Linked DNA regions of Gasterosteus aculeatus: region 1 is linked to region 2. The links are chromatin contacts, called in public Hi-C maps. All regions are on one chromosome and are shown on one strand. Each heading gives the region's core, a stretch centred on a gene start, on an enhancer-like site or on the middle of the called end of the contact. The rest is flanking DNA. Distances are from core to core; before and after follow the strand shown.

Evidence for each region. A called contact is a pair of places that touch in the nucleus more often than the background predicts.
Region 1: a Hi-C map of skeletal muscle shows a contact between it and region 2, with 2.5 times the contacts expected there. The contact joins the promoter of edil3a here to the enhancer-like site in region 2.

What each region holds. Positions count from the first base shown.
Region 1 is chr13:11,921,193-11,923,892 of fGasAcu3.hap1.1, forward strand. It overlaps edil3a (EGF like and discoidin domains 3a), which reads right to left and starts at 1,251. Exons shown (of 10, transcript XM_040195851.2): 1 at 713-1,251. The coding sequence starts at 776.
Region 2 is chr13:11,857,829-11,860,528 of fGasAcu3.hap1.1, forward strand. edil3a (EGF like and discoidin domains 3a) reads right to left here. Exons shown (of 10, transcript XM_040195851.2): 9 at 1-139. Among protein-coding and RNA genes, the nearest start is that of LOC144386315, 25 kb to the left of the region's middle. Within about 2 kb of position 1,268, at least 1 of the 9 cell types and tissues checked has open chromatin away from gene starts, as enhancers often do.

The DNA of each region.
Region 1 (2,700 bases), core at 1-2,500, 63 kb after region 2:
GACTCTTCTCTCTTCCGAAAGTCAATAATAGTGCCGTGATCCAACTATTACAGAAGGCTTTCTGTATCCAGCACATCCCCACCGAGCGAAAGCATTTGTCTGCCCACAGCCCACGTTGTCTAGAGAAGTCTTTCCATTTATCCGTTACTGTTACGGACGAAGAATGTACGTAATTTATTTTTTTCCCCCAACTATAGGGCTTTATATCTGGACGCACGGGTTTTATTCCCGGAGAGGAGCACGCAGGAGCGAATAAACGTCTTGAGGAGGATCACTTCGAGGGCGCACAAAATGATGGAGCGATGTATACGGCGCTACGTTGGAATGCGCGCGCCTGGTTCGCCCTTTTTGTCAAACAGAAATTACGCACGGGGAAAAACCCCATTAATTAGTCTGTTTGATCGACTCAAACAAGTGTCCCCAACAACGTAATCCAAGCAAATAACCATAGCGAGCCGTGCAGGGACTAAGAACGGTGCCAAACCCAGCTGAAAGGCTGCTGGTATTACGCAAAACCACACACACTCTCCACACACGCACGTTACATTTCGCTCAGCTATGGACGTGGGCCTCCCTCTTTGAAATAACCGGATGGAAACATGAAGACGCTCCGATTGCTCAGTTTTGGGGGTTACTCCTACGCAACAACAACAACAACAAAACGCTAAATGTTTGGAGACGGCTAATGGCAGCCAGTCACTTTCCAACTCACCCATCACATGCTGCGGGACAGCGGCTCCCAAGCACAGGGCGATGGAAAGCAGGAGCGGTCCCATCCTCTCACTGTGAAACTGCGCTGACTCCCAAGGTTACACAGGTGTGGTGTTAAAAAAAAAAAAAAAAGAAATCACGGAGAAATAGCCCGAAAGTTGTGTCTCCTGCGCTCTCGCTGGGTGGTGGGACCTGGGGTCTGTTGCTCCGTGTCCTCTCAGATGAAGTCCACCTGTGTTAAAGTCAGCGGAGAGACAAGCTCGACACCTGGGTTTGTTTCCCCCCCCCGAGCAGGAACAAGTAAACTGTGGCTGCCTGGTCCTCCCCCCACTCTCTCTCTCTCTCTCTCTCTCTCTCTCTCTCTCTCTCTCTCTCTCTCTCTCTCTCTCTCTCTCTCTCTCTCTCTCTCTCTCTCTCTCTCTCTCTCTCCTCTCTCTCTCTCTCTCTCTCTCTCTCTCTCTCTCCGCTGCCGTCTGCGCTCTTACTGCAGTGGAGCGACGTGGTGAAGACGGCGGCGTGTGCGCCCGCTGCTCATCCGACATCAAGCCTCCCCGAGCTGCGTAAATCTCCACTTCCGGACTAGACCTTTAAAATAAAACCACACAATTCATTTCATTTGGATTCAAAATATTCCCCATTGGTAACACAAAGAAGAGTTTGGCTATAACACATCACGCGTTATAGCCAATATTTCTCTGTATTTCCATGCAGTCTGTTTCACATTAATTGACGTGCACTGTGAAGGTTTACGTAAGATAGTGATGTGTCCTTAAATGGCTGACGTAACGATTTTTTTTTGTCTGGGTTACTTTTGGAAAATTAAAAAAAAGTTAAGCTATTATTCTGAAGGTGCAATCTCTCTTCATCCGGGCTACGCGGTGTAAATTGACACAGCTTCAAGGACAGTCCCCCCCGTTTGGCTCCAAACGCCTGATGGTCAATCACAGTAAACCGACTGAGGCTCTCCTCTCCTCCTTTCTTCCTAAAGGGCAGCTCCAAAAAGACTGCCGGGTTTCAGGCTTTAAATCAGATGCCTTTGCCTTCCCTTAACCTCTTTTTTTCCACTCCACATGGCTTACTCTTCAAGTCCCAGTAAATTGGATAAAGTTGTTTCAAGTATCTTCTCTGTGGAAAGCCTTTATATGTGGGTCCAGCGCTAAAGGGCGTTCTCAAGCAAAAGATTAAATTAGGCAATAATTAAAATGTTTCATACAATGAGTTGCTTAACAAAAGCTACACATAATGTGTATAATATGTGGACATCCTCTAATATTATGTATATATTATATCATTATAACATTGTCTGTTGCTCCAGGAAAACACCTAAGAGTGTGTAATAAACATGCAAGTCACTTCAATTTCAAGGATATTAAAAGGTTAAGAGTGCTTCACATGGATTCCATGACATCGCCATTTTAGCCATCGCATGTCCAAAACATTTTTTTTTACTTCACCTACTTAGTGAAATTACACATAATCGGAAAACTGAAACGGTTGTTCTTGATGACCTACATAGAATCTCATAAATCCTTTGATTCGTAAGAACTAGTATGTAAACTGCTAACTCACAGAAGCATCGTCGAAATTAGATTGTTTTGCAATCCAATGTGCACAAAACAGATTCATGTCCCATGTATGATATTTAAGGCAACCTATTTAGTTTGAGGAAACTTGGAGCTAAATAAATCAGACAATTTCACTTTAGCAAATCCAAATTTACACTAATTGACCTTTGTTTGTTGACTCAAATAATAAATGACTAAATAGCACAAATGTTCCCAATGTTATTTTGCTCATTTATTGGGCTCTCACTTAACTCTTAAGCATAGCATTTGATGGCAAAAAGCGAGCGTTAGAAGTGTTTACTGTGTTGGTTAGGACAAATGTTCTCCTCTTCTGTAGAACATTTTTAAATGTTAAGCAATTGGTTGTTTGGGGGAAAGCATCATTTATAAGGGATATCATCCACTGTTGACTCCTTAATGCTTA
Region 2 (2,700 bases), core at 18-2,517:
TCTCATCTTGATATATTTTCCACCGCTCCCCATCATTACTGTATGCCAGTTTGTATGAGCCAACAAACTGAACGTGGCCAAAATCTTTAGCTCCCTGGGTAATTATACCCGTGACCTTGGCAGGCACAAGCAAGTCCACCTGAGAGAGGAAAGAAACAAAGAAAGAAAGAATGGTAAGTTCCTCAAGAAAAAAGTGACATAGTAAGTTTTAGAGATGAAAAATCTAGTTAGTATCTCTTTTTGGTTTGATGTCATCAGAGGATTTACTGCATAAAGACACCGTGTGCAAAAAGCCAGTTTCAATTATTCACAGAATATTGAACAACAAAGCTGATTCCACAATGTTGCCTCAGCAAAACAGAAATTATACGCTGCATCAACTTCAGAGAACCAGACTGTTCCATTTGGGTTCATTTTGAATAGGTTATGATTTGTTGCAAACAATTTATAAGCCATGGATGCTGGCCAGTAAACACACCAATTGAAACTCTAGCTTTCAATTAGGCTTTATTATTTGGTAAAGTATTTTAACGCTGTTGAGCGGAGATTCAAAACATACACAAGCTGAATCCAAAAAGAACGAGAAAAGAATATATAGTATTATAACTCCATCACGTTTACCTGGCCAACTATACTTTAGTAGGCAAAATATACTTTAATAATGTCAAACACAGGTCAAGCTTTTACATTTTTCCACCATGTTAATTATGTCGAGTGTATATTATATTTAAACAATCGAAATGTAAGAGCGAGGTGTGCAGAAGTGCAGAAAAGCTCACGTTGTGATGGAACATAAAAAGTATTATTAAATGTCACCCCCGTCGGACTTTCACAAACATTAACCAGCAGGTGTTACATCTTCAATTCCACATAAAAGAAACGGTGCAGAAATACATGTTGTTTTTGTATAACAAAACACTAAAAGGAAAAACAAACGACACATTAAGTGTGTGAAATAACCATAAAGGGCATGCTGTTTGATACCAATGAAGAAATATGTGAATAATTGATGGCACTGCATTTTCAATAGCCTAAATGTCCCTCTACAAATGTCTCAGGTAGCAGCCGAATCCAAGCACCCAATCACAATCAAAAAAGGATGAAAAACAGTGGCATTTTGCAGTCACACATATACACATATAAACACATAACCATATGTTAAGATACAATTGTAGAAGCCAGAGAGACAAACATACGTGTACAGTTTTGAGAGGCACATGCCTCTCACCAAATAAAGACCGATTGCACAACACCACCGTGCATATCATTGCAAGCTGCACCACACCGCACCACACTGCGTCGTTAGTGCCTGCAGCATATTACAGCCTCTCTTTTCTCCCAGCAACTGTAAGATTGAGAACTACCCCCGGGTATTAGATGGGTGTTCTTTGGTGCAGCCCCCCTGCTCTGTACATAATTAGGCATAGACCTGGGTCCTGTCACACATGTAGAAAAATGCCGTAGCAAGTCGAAGGCAAACTCTTGGCTTTTTTAAAAAGGCATCCGAGTGGATGAACTCCCCGTTCTCCATTTGTGGGATGTTAAGCTAATGAAAGTAGGACAGCAGGCATTGAAGTTTGCGTGCAGACATAATTTTAGTCCGCTGTGGTTATAGGTATGTAATTATGCAGATGCTGCAGAGCACATATGCACGCTTCATTTGTTGCGAATATACTATTCATGAAGTTCCTCCTTCAAATCGTAGCAGTCTCTACATCTGTGTTTTTGTTCTTTTGAAAAGCAATGCTCACTTCTGCTTTGGAATTGAAATATTTCACTGTAATGTGTATAAGCACCTTTTTAAACAGCCCTGTTACAATACAAAAAATGTCACAGCAACCTATTAAGATATAGCGGGGCAGAAAAAAACACAGCGGCAAGAGGCTGCCCGGTCAATTTAGACGGGCGTGACACCTCGCATCGTGAGGCTTTGATTATGCTCCAGTTGCAGAATGTTGAGGTAATCTCGTTCTACTCCTGCAGTCAAGTCTGCCACCGAAAACAAAGGCAGGCTTGAAGGGGAACCTTTAATTGCTGTCACAGGTAGCGGTCAAAAAATACAACCGCCCCTAGCGACGGCGGCTCTCAGCACTTTGAAGGCCCAAACTGAATTAGGGGGCGAGATAAGCTTGTTAAAGCAAGGCCTCCCCTTCAGCCTTTACCTGCTGTTTTTTCTTCCATCGCGCTCTCAAATCCGCTCCCTCCTCCACGAGCCGTTAACCCAGACAAACAGGGGCCGTGTGAAGTCTTTGTAGCACTCGCTGAACGCTCGTGGCATACATGTTTCAAAGAAATAAACCATGAGAATCAATTTTAGGGTTTGGCTCGCTGCGTCTGAGATAAAAAAATAAAAAAAAAAGATTAATGTAGCTCAAATCTAAACCTGCAGTTCGCCCCCCCCAAAAAAGAGCAGGACATTGAAAAGTGAGAGTGCGCCATTTACATTTACTTGTTCACTTCTGCCAGACTAACACTCATACTCGTTGAGAAGAGAGTTGATTTGTAAATCGCCCGTCCCCATTTGAAGTGGCTTTACCCGTGCAGGAAAAAGAGACGGATGGAGCCAAAAAAGGCTCACTTTCCTTTTTGTCTGAATAAAGCAGTTGCATTCATGGCATCCTGCTGACATTCTCCCTCCAGTTGTGCTAATGGACCTAAGCAGAAGACTTCATTCAATCTCCAAAAGCCTGTGGGACATTT